Linked DNA regions of Mus musculus: region 2 is linked to region 1. A link is a contact called in public Hi-C data. All regions are on one chromosome and are shown on one strand. Each heading gives the region's core, a stretch centred on a gene start, on an enhancer-like site or on the middle of the called end of the contact. The rest is flanking DNA. Distances are from core to core; before and after follow the strand shown.

Region 1 (4,490 bases), core at 1,385-3,884:
CAAACATACTTTGAAAACTATTAGATGCAAAAGACTCTATTTGACTTGGGGCAACCTGTCTTGGTTTCCTTTTAATTTAATAGGACACTTCCCTGTAATTTGTTGAAATATGTCTTCACTCTACACAAGGTCATTAAGGTCAGACAAGATCCAACTGTGGTAAACACAGTCTGAGATTCATCATTAACACATTTATAGATAGAACAGACCAATAATCATAATGGCATAATGAATGATTTTGATTCATTAAGCTTTCCTGGAATAGTTTTCCATTAGTAGTAAATTCTAAAAGGTACAAGTAGTAATGGATTTGCATTGGATGTGGCAAAGCTCAGGGCTTGGGGCTTTTAACTCGTGATGAGTTTAGTGGAAGTGAAGACAGGGTAGGGCTGCTATCAATCATGAGATGGTTAGAGATGACCTTTAGAGCAAACTTGTTGGCTACAGAAAATATGAAAACCTGAATCTAATTTCCAAAGTGCTGTGGTCCAAACTGATTTTTTTTTTTTAAAGCTGAGTTTGTAGCTGGCCACTGTATTTTAAGCACATGCTCTCTGCTTGTTAAGAGGATATAAAAACCATGTCTAAAGAAGAAAAAAAATCACTGGAATAAAAAGTATTTTACACAGAGGAAAGAACCTTGTTGTTAAACGTAAAAGGCTTATGCTTTCTGCTGTTAAACGTATACAAGGACCAAAGGGTTGATATCTCACTGTGAGGAAGGAGGGTGGGAGAGACAGTTCTTATGCAGGTGGAGTGGAAGGCTGTGTGACTTCAGGATATCTCACCTGCTGGTGGGGCTAGAGAGCTTAGACCTTTCAGCTTGGATCTAGTTCTAAAGTCTGTGTTCCTAAAGATGCTTAGGATTTTTATGTATGTTTCGTGGTACACATATCTTCTAAAAGAATTTCAGTAAATTTACTGATATTAAAAAGAGAGAGAAAACTTCAGTGAATGGGGTCTTTGCTATCCTACAAAGAAACTGGTTGATTTGACTGCAAGTTCTGCTCCCAGTCTTAGAAATCTGTGTGGTTGTGAAGTTCTCAGGCCTGTGTGTGCAGCCTTTTCAGCACAGTTAGTTATATAGAAGGGCAAAATGAAAAGACCCAGAATCACAGCATCACAGCAGTTTCTGGGACTGGAGACCCAGCTCAGTGGTAGTGGGCTTGGGTTCAATTGCCGGCACTGACCACAATAGAAACATCCCCTGCAGTTTGTCCCATGCAGTGCCCACCATAATCAGAAATTCTGCACTTCGTGCTCTTATGTGCACTACTGTTCTTTTCCAGATTTTTAATCTGTAGCAAAATGTGTTCAGACAGCAAGTTCATGTCAAGCCACAGCCAATGGTTCCCTTATCCATAGGAATAGTTGATATTATAAGATATTTACATGGAAAAATAAGTCAGCTCTTTGGCGTTTGCTATGGTAGGGTTCATGAAATCACTTTGATTCATTGTTTTCTTCCTCTTAACACCATGTCTGTCCCAGCTCTGCTTGCCACCAGCTGGCTTCTTTTGGTTGTTCCCATCACAAAATGACTTTAAGCTGAAAGATAATTATACAACAAGAAATTTGCTCCAAAAGTTGCACAAAGCCAACTATGTTAGCAATGCAAAGAACTAGTACATTTTGTTTTGAAAATTAAAAAAAAAAAAAAGACCTGGAAATTTGTCTACTTAACCCCTTAGTAGTCTTTTCAGCAGAATTTCTAGTGAAATAAGTCACTTTCCTCCCCCCCACTCCTTTATCTCTGAAACTTCAAGGTCAAATTCTGGAGGTGTTATTGAATAGCATCTTTTGTAAAGTAACTATAAGAATATTAACTATACAAGAATATGTGTGTATGTGTGTGAGAGGGGGGAGAGGGAGGGAGGGAGACAGAGAGCTGCACACACCACACACACACACACACACACACACACACACACACACATACACACACACACACACAAAGAGAGAGTGAGAGAGGTGGGGTCAGGACACAATTCACAAATTGAACTGTATATAATTAAGAATCAGAATCATGACAATAATTCAATCCGTTTCTCATCTATATACGGCAGGCATTCATGTCCTCCCATATCTTATTTTTGTTTCTTTCCTAATCTCTTAGTGCTATTACAATGTACACTTAGTTCCAGAGTTCAGAGAGCAGTTCCAAAAGCTCAAACCAGAATTTTCCAGTCAGCATTATCTCAAAATAATGTTCAGAGAGATGAATCTTAGGGCAGAAAAGCAGATGCTATGTTCCCTCCTTATCGATGAACAGATCAATGGAGTGTGGGGCTTCCTAGGTGAAACACCTACGAGAGCCCTGTGCGCTGTGTGGCAGCGGCAGGGATAGCCAGAACACTGGAGCCAGAGAGCTCTGTGGAATGACATCAGACCTCTAGACCGGGAGATTGAAAAGCAATGTTCCTGCTCTGGTGTTTAAACAAACTTCTACCATGAAAAGACTTTGTTTTACACCACTGTAGTGTGTGTTGTGCTGTCTAATGGAAGTGCAACATGGTCCGTTCCAAGTGTGCATCTTGGAAAACCAAAGCTTCGCTGGAATATGAGGTCTTGTGGGTTACATATCATTTTAATAGCACCACATGCAGAGCAGCATAGCTTCAGGTCATGAGAGTGCTTACAGCCTTCAGGTTGTAAGAGATTAAGCTCGAGCCCAATTACTTTCTCAGCAAAAGCCAGAGGAAGATTAGATACATCCCACTAGGCAATAAATATATCACACTAAACAAAATTTAAAGGAGAGAACAATCGACCTCTTTCTTTGTTCTTTCAAAGAAGTAGTGGATTAGACCTTTTAAGAAAAAGATCAAGAGTATTTTATGGGAAATTCATGGGGAAAACTATTTGGACTGAAATCAAAATGTTATGAATAGTACTTTCTAAGTAATGACACAGATCAGCCGTATTTGTAGCTGTAAGGACAGTGTGATAAATTTTAATCACTTGGGACCCCAGCTCTGTGGGAAGGGCTTGCTATACAGGCATCATTTATAGGTTTCCAGTTATGACCTACGTCTAGAAGACATTTTAATGATAACTGGAGAAAGTAGATGGATTGTGTTCCTCGAGTGTTGAAATCCCTGCTTGCTGTCATCCTCAGTTCTATTAAAGGCTTTCAAAGGTACGCTTCATCCTAGCAGTCAGGGTGCAAGACCAAAGGGATGGAGCTATCGGAGATAAAATATGCCAGCAACTGACACTCCTCAGGATTTCCTGAGGGAGTCTGACCAAAATAAAGCAATATTAATAAATATAAATTCTGGAACACTGTTATCAACAGAAACAGCGTCTTGAAATGTACCCTTGAAATTCTTCTAGTTTCCTCGGGCAGGTCAACTATTTCAGTGTAACTGTGGAAAATGTCTGACCTTCCTTCAGGACAATCGCTTTAAATTATATTAAAGACTCAAAGACTCTAATATGTCTGTGAGAGGAAGGAGCTTAATTTGCAGGATGCTTTAAATCTTTCTGCTCACTCGGGGTCCTTTAGTCCCCTGACCCTGAAAATATTTTGACGGGAAAAAAGTGCTTTCAAAGCATCTTAACATTAAAAGACGTGCAACTGGCCAAATTACCTTTTTTAATGGTTTCATCTGTCTTTTTGTTATTATTGTTGTTTCTTTTTTTCTTTTTCCTTTTCCTTTTCCTTTTCCTTTTCCTTTTCCTTTTCCTTTTCCCTCCCTCCCTCCCTTCCTTCCTTCCTTCCTTCCTTCCTTCCTTCCTTCCTTTCTTTCTCACTCTTTCTTTCCTTTTTTTTTTTTTTTTTAATTTCTGGAGTTTGATTCTAAAGCCTTGAGATTGCTGAGCAAGTGCTCACCCACTGAGCTACACTTTCAGTCTCCTTTGCCTGGGTTTCCTGGCCTTGCTTGGAGAGACAGCAAGTTCACGTGGTTCCGAAGGAGTAAAGGCAAGATGAAAACATTCTCCAAGCACATTTGTGCTGTAAAACTCCGAAGAATTGTCGCACTCCTTAAGGTTTTAGCCCAGCGGTTTGAAAAGCTTTCATTTTCTTGCACTGCAAAGTCAAACAAAACGCCCTGTCCCAGACTTGGTCGCGTTGGTCAGGCATTCTTAGGGGTTGAGCCTTCAGTTTCTCACAAGCAAATCTTCCCCCAATCAGCAGGATGCCTGCTTGCAACCCTTCTTTTCTTCCTACTGTTTGTCCACCAGTAACATAGGGAATTTTTTCTCTTATTTTACTGAACACATTGCTTATGTCTTTGGTAAGTTGTTATCTTTATATCCATAGATTAGTACATCTCTCGATCTTCATGCAAGATGTTTTTGTAGCAGGTGGCAGTTAATAGAGAGACTCTCAAGCCACCAACTTGTAGTGCAGAGAATACGAGGTTGGGGAGTTGCCATCTCTTCATGGGACTTCTATATCACACCCTTAGACCAAGGCTCAGGAACAAGTGCACAAGAGATTGTAGGAGCCAGAGAGAGCAGATGGCTGCAGTGACATCGGATTT
Region 2 (4,081 bases), core at 1,197-3,696, 160 kb after region 1:
AACAATTTGATTTAGGTCATCTGGGTAGTATATGAAGTTCCCAAGGGATCCTGTCCCCCAAGTGTGGCATCTGTACACACAGCATCATCCACACACTTCCCTGCTACTTTATTATTATTATTATTATTTTTAATCTACGAGCTCTATAGGGATAGTGTTGTGGAAAATTTTAATTTTAATCCAGGGTTTCTATCCTGCCATTGATTATGTAGGTCTTGGATAAAACACATGCAATTTGTATTATTTATAGTAAGCCTTACACAGCACAAGAGCTGGGCAGATATCTATACTCTGTGTTATTGAAATCTATTTTTCTGTCAATAACCTCTGGTTATTTCTTACAATGTTTGATCTGGGCTGCTCTGCACTCCCATTGGTCAGCCTTCAAGGCCATGTTCTCATGAGCTCGCCTACCCCATGGCATCTCTCTCTTCCTCCTTCACCTTCTCCTGCTTCTCATGGTTCTCCTTTGACCGCTAGTCCAGGAATCCTAAACTCCACCTGTGTCTCTTCTGCCCAGTTATTGGCTATCAGCATCTTTATTTACCAATCAAAAATGACTTGGGGGCTAGGTCACATAGGATCACTTGGGTCTCTGGGGCAACCAGGTCTTGGGATCCCACAGTTGGCATTACAATATACAGCAAAATCAAACTCAATAAGATCGCATCTTTGCGTTTATTTTCACTTTTTCTTTTAAAGATAACAGAAACTATTATCTCAAAGTTAGATAGGACAAACCAATAAAAGGAAAAGAGCCAAAGATAAGGTTCGAGAACCAGAGACCCATTGTTCACAGACTCAGGAATCCCATAAAATCATCAAACTAGAAACTCCTTCTGCCTCCTTTCGGTGAGGTTCCCTGAGCCCGGGTGGGAGGGATTTGCTGAAGAGGTTCCACTTAGAGCTGTGCGTTCCCAGGTCGCCCACTCTGTGTAGTCTGACTGTGCGTCTCAGCATTTGTTCCTGTCTGCTGCAGGACAAAGCTTCCCGATGACGATGACGGCTGAGCAAGGCACTGAACCATGAGTATCACGAAATTTGATTCTTAATTTCGGAAATGATGTTGTCCTTTTCTTTGCTGGCATTGGGAAGGTTTGCCAATTTTATTAATCTTTTGAAGGAACTTTTTATTGTATTGATTTTTCTTTACCAACGTCACCAATTCCCACTGATTCTGAGGACTAAACTCAAGGCCTCTCAGGAGCTAAGCTCTACATGGTACATGGCCAGCCTTCTTACTTAAATTAAAAAAACAAACCAGGGACTCACTAAGGGGCCATGAAGCTTAAAGTTGCCCCATGATCCAGCCTTTACCTCTGCTTCTGCCTTCATATGGGCTAAGATCATCAGGCCCATTCATTTTTTCTGCTTACTGGATGAACCACACAGGTGCAAATATTCTGATCAGTGAAAGTGCATCAAAGGGTTGATAAGGATGAACCCCGGGGGAGAGAGTGATAATCACTGGGGGAAAGGATTTGAGCAAGTACAGGTATATAACAGAGTCTTTAATTCAAACAGCAAAATTTTAATTTCTTAAGATGGATGGTATCCACCCATATTTGTATGCCAGAAATACTACATAATATATTACAGGAAGAAAAGAAAACAATTTTCATGTCAGCATATTGTAAAACAATGAAATATAAATACCAGTTTCAGATGCTGGAAACCCCCTTCATATAGCATCTTTATTCACGAACATTCTTCCAGATAATGTGCCTTCTATTCTATTCTGTTCTACGAAAAGAGAATAAGGCATTAGAGAAAAAGTCACTTTCAAGGACAATAAGTGTGAATTTAGATTAAGTTACAGATAATAGAGCAAACTCAAGGAACTAAACAAGAGAATAATACTTGGATTTGAAAGCTATGCCTTTTACTGATAAATCTATAACCTAACTTTGTATATTTGGATGTGTCAAAATTGTAAACCGTGGGCTGGGATACTGAGAAAAGAGACGAAGGTAGGTGTTTCCTCTCACGTGGGTGGACTGAGACTGGGAAGGAGAAAGTCCTGGTTCGTCCCCAGCCAGTCTCAGCCTGCTTCCATCTCCAGAGCCCCGTGGGCTCTTCCCAAGGCTCTGCTGCCAAATACATCCGTGCATTGCAGCCTTCATTTCCTTGGTAACCTGGACCGAGGTTTATTGCCTGTTACGAAAGGGCCTTCTCCATTGCTGTTATTAAGGGGAGACGGGGGAACGAACGCAAAACAAAACAGGAGGTAGAAAAGACAGAAAGCAGAACTTGGATTGCCTTTCCACTGAAATCCATTTTCCTTTCTCAAATTCAGAAGGTCATGGCCACGGTGAAGTCCACCTTGCCCACCCCCTTTCTACTAAAGGCAGATGCTCTGTCCGGCTGGAGAACCTTAGTAAAAGGGCATTTCCTGTGTGTCCAGGTCCCGGCCGCGTCTCTGTGTAGCCAGGGTTGATTTCAACACTGTTCTCGCGATGTAAGGCGGCTTTATCGGCTCCTCCCTAAGTCTCTTTTAAACACAATAAACTAACCGTGTCTTCACATTCCTCAGGGAAGCCAATCTTTCTGGTTCACAGAGAGAAGAAACAGAAGATTTTTTTCCAAGTTAAAAGAATTATTAAACTAATCTTAGTATAAATAAGGGAAACCAAGATGATTCAAGGAAACTCTCAGAATGGTCAAAATGTCTTTTATTTACAAACCTGTTTTTACCAGTTTTAATGCAGTTCTGAATCTGTTTTCCTAGCATTTTCAAATTCCTGAGACCCTAGAATGTTGATAAAATGATGATAAAATGAATTAGAGATATAACAACAACAACAACAACAACAACAGCCAACAAAGTGAAACCAAAAGAAAGGACAGAGATGGTTGGTAAGCAACAAGAGAGATTTAATGCTAAACCACTTCCCCAAAGAATTTAACTTCAAGTTAAAAAGTCAGGCAGTAAGTTTATGGAACCTAGTTTGTGACGAAAACAAAACAAAACACAAAAAACAAAAACAAAAAAAAATACAAAAAAACCCAACAACCTTATTTTAAATTATTTAATGTATTTTGAAACTTGAGAGGTCTTTCTTTGAAAACTGAAATTTCTCCAACTCTGCATATTTGAGTTAACTATATGGGAGTTTTCAAAATTGTGTGGGAAAGACACACCAAACTGTATACTGCTTTTTAGGAAAAAGATTTGATTTTCCCACTTAAGAAGGATTTCTAATTATTATATAAACTCAGTGAAAAATAACGGGAATCATTACATACAATAGTAAGGTAGTTTTGCCCTCTCATCTCTTTCTAGGCTTTCCCTACACGTATCCTTCTATAAGTGCAGGGCACATCATCCACTTGGTTCTTTGTCTTTTTTTTTTTTTTCAGTAGTTATATATATAGTTTTGTAGAATATTGCCAATCTAAAGCTTGGTTGTTGCCTCTCCATTGTTATGTTCATGGAGGGCACATATAAACATGTACATGCACAGATGAACATACGTATCTGAGTATCAGAGTGTAGCGATAGGAGGACCAAGTGGTGCATCCGTTACTGGCTAGCCTTTGTTCTTCCAGGCCCTGAGCGTTTGCCTTGGAGATGCTGAGTCAGAGAATTAGACTCTTAGGAAAAACTACTTTTCATAATGGCTCCAGTGTTTATTAAAATCACCAATATGCACTCATTCAAGTTTCATAATGTCCTCAAGTAAAATTAGATAGTTCGTTGATTTCTAAATAGTTTTAGTTTGCTTACATTTCATAGTCGCACTGTTTGGTGATGAGGACGGATGCATTCACATGTTTATTTCCTAATATTCTTTGTCCTTTGTAAATGTGTTGGTTCCAGTGAAGAAAATACAATTCAGGTGGTTGGATGATAATCACGAAATGTGTTCTTGACTAGAAACTGAGCAAACTTCCAGTGTTCTTATAGTTTCTACCATGTTATCCTAAACACAGTTCTCCTTTGAAGTAGAAATTTTGATTAAATTGGCTTGTAGGCCACTGTGTATTGATGTGAGATGTCTTAGCTGTAATATTGTGGCATTATCTGTAGGAATTATGACTATGTTATTCTCAAATCTTTGAACAGATTTGGTTTATTTGG

Evidence for each region. Hi-C and Micro-C count contacts between places; a contact is called where the count stands out from the background.
Region 2: a contact with region 1 is called in a Hi-C map of uterus, with 10 times the contacts expected there. The contact joins two enhancer-like sites. A contact is called at or near these places in 16 of 484 Hi-C or Micro-C datasets (adipose-derived mesenchymal stem cells, cerebral cortex, cortical neurons and 8 more).

Annotation. Positions count from the first base shown.
Region 1 is chr10:22,918,582-22,923,071 of GRCm38.p6, forward strand. No RefSeq gene overlaps it. Among named protein-coding and RNA genes, the nearest start is that of Gm35126, 56 kb to the right of the region's middle. Within about 2 kb of position 2,635, at least 7 of the 459 cell types and tissues checked have an H3K27ac peak or open chromatin away from gene starts, as enhancers often do. A contact at or near this core is called in uterus, where this site is marked.
Region 2 is chr10:23,074,820-23,078,900 of GRCm38.p6, forward strand. No RefSeq gene overlaps it. Among named protein-coding and RNA genes, the nearest start is that of Gm35179, 74 kb to the left of the region's middle. Within about 2 kb of position 2,447, at least 46 of the 459 cell types and tissues checked have an H3K27ac peak or open chromatin away from gene starts, as enhancers often do. A contact at or near this core is called in uterus, where this site is marked.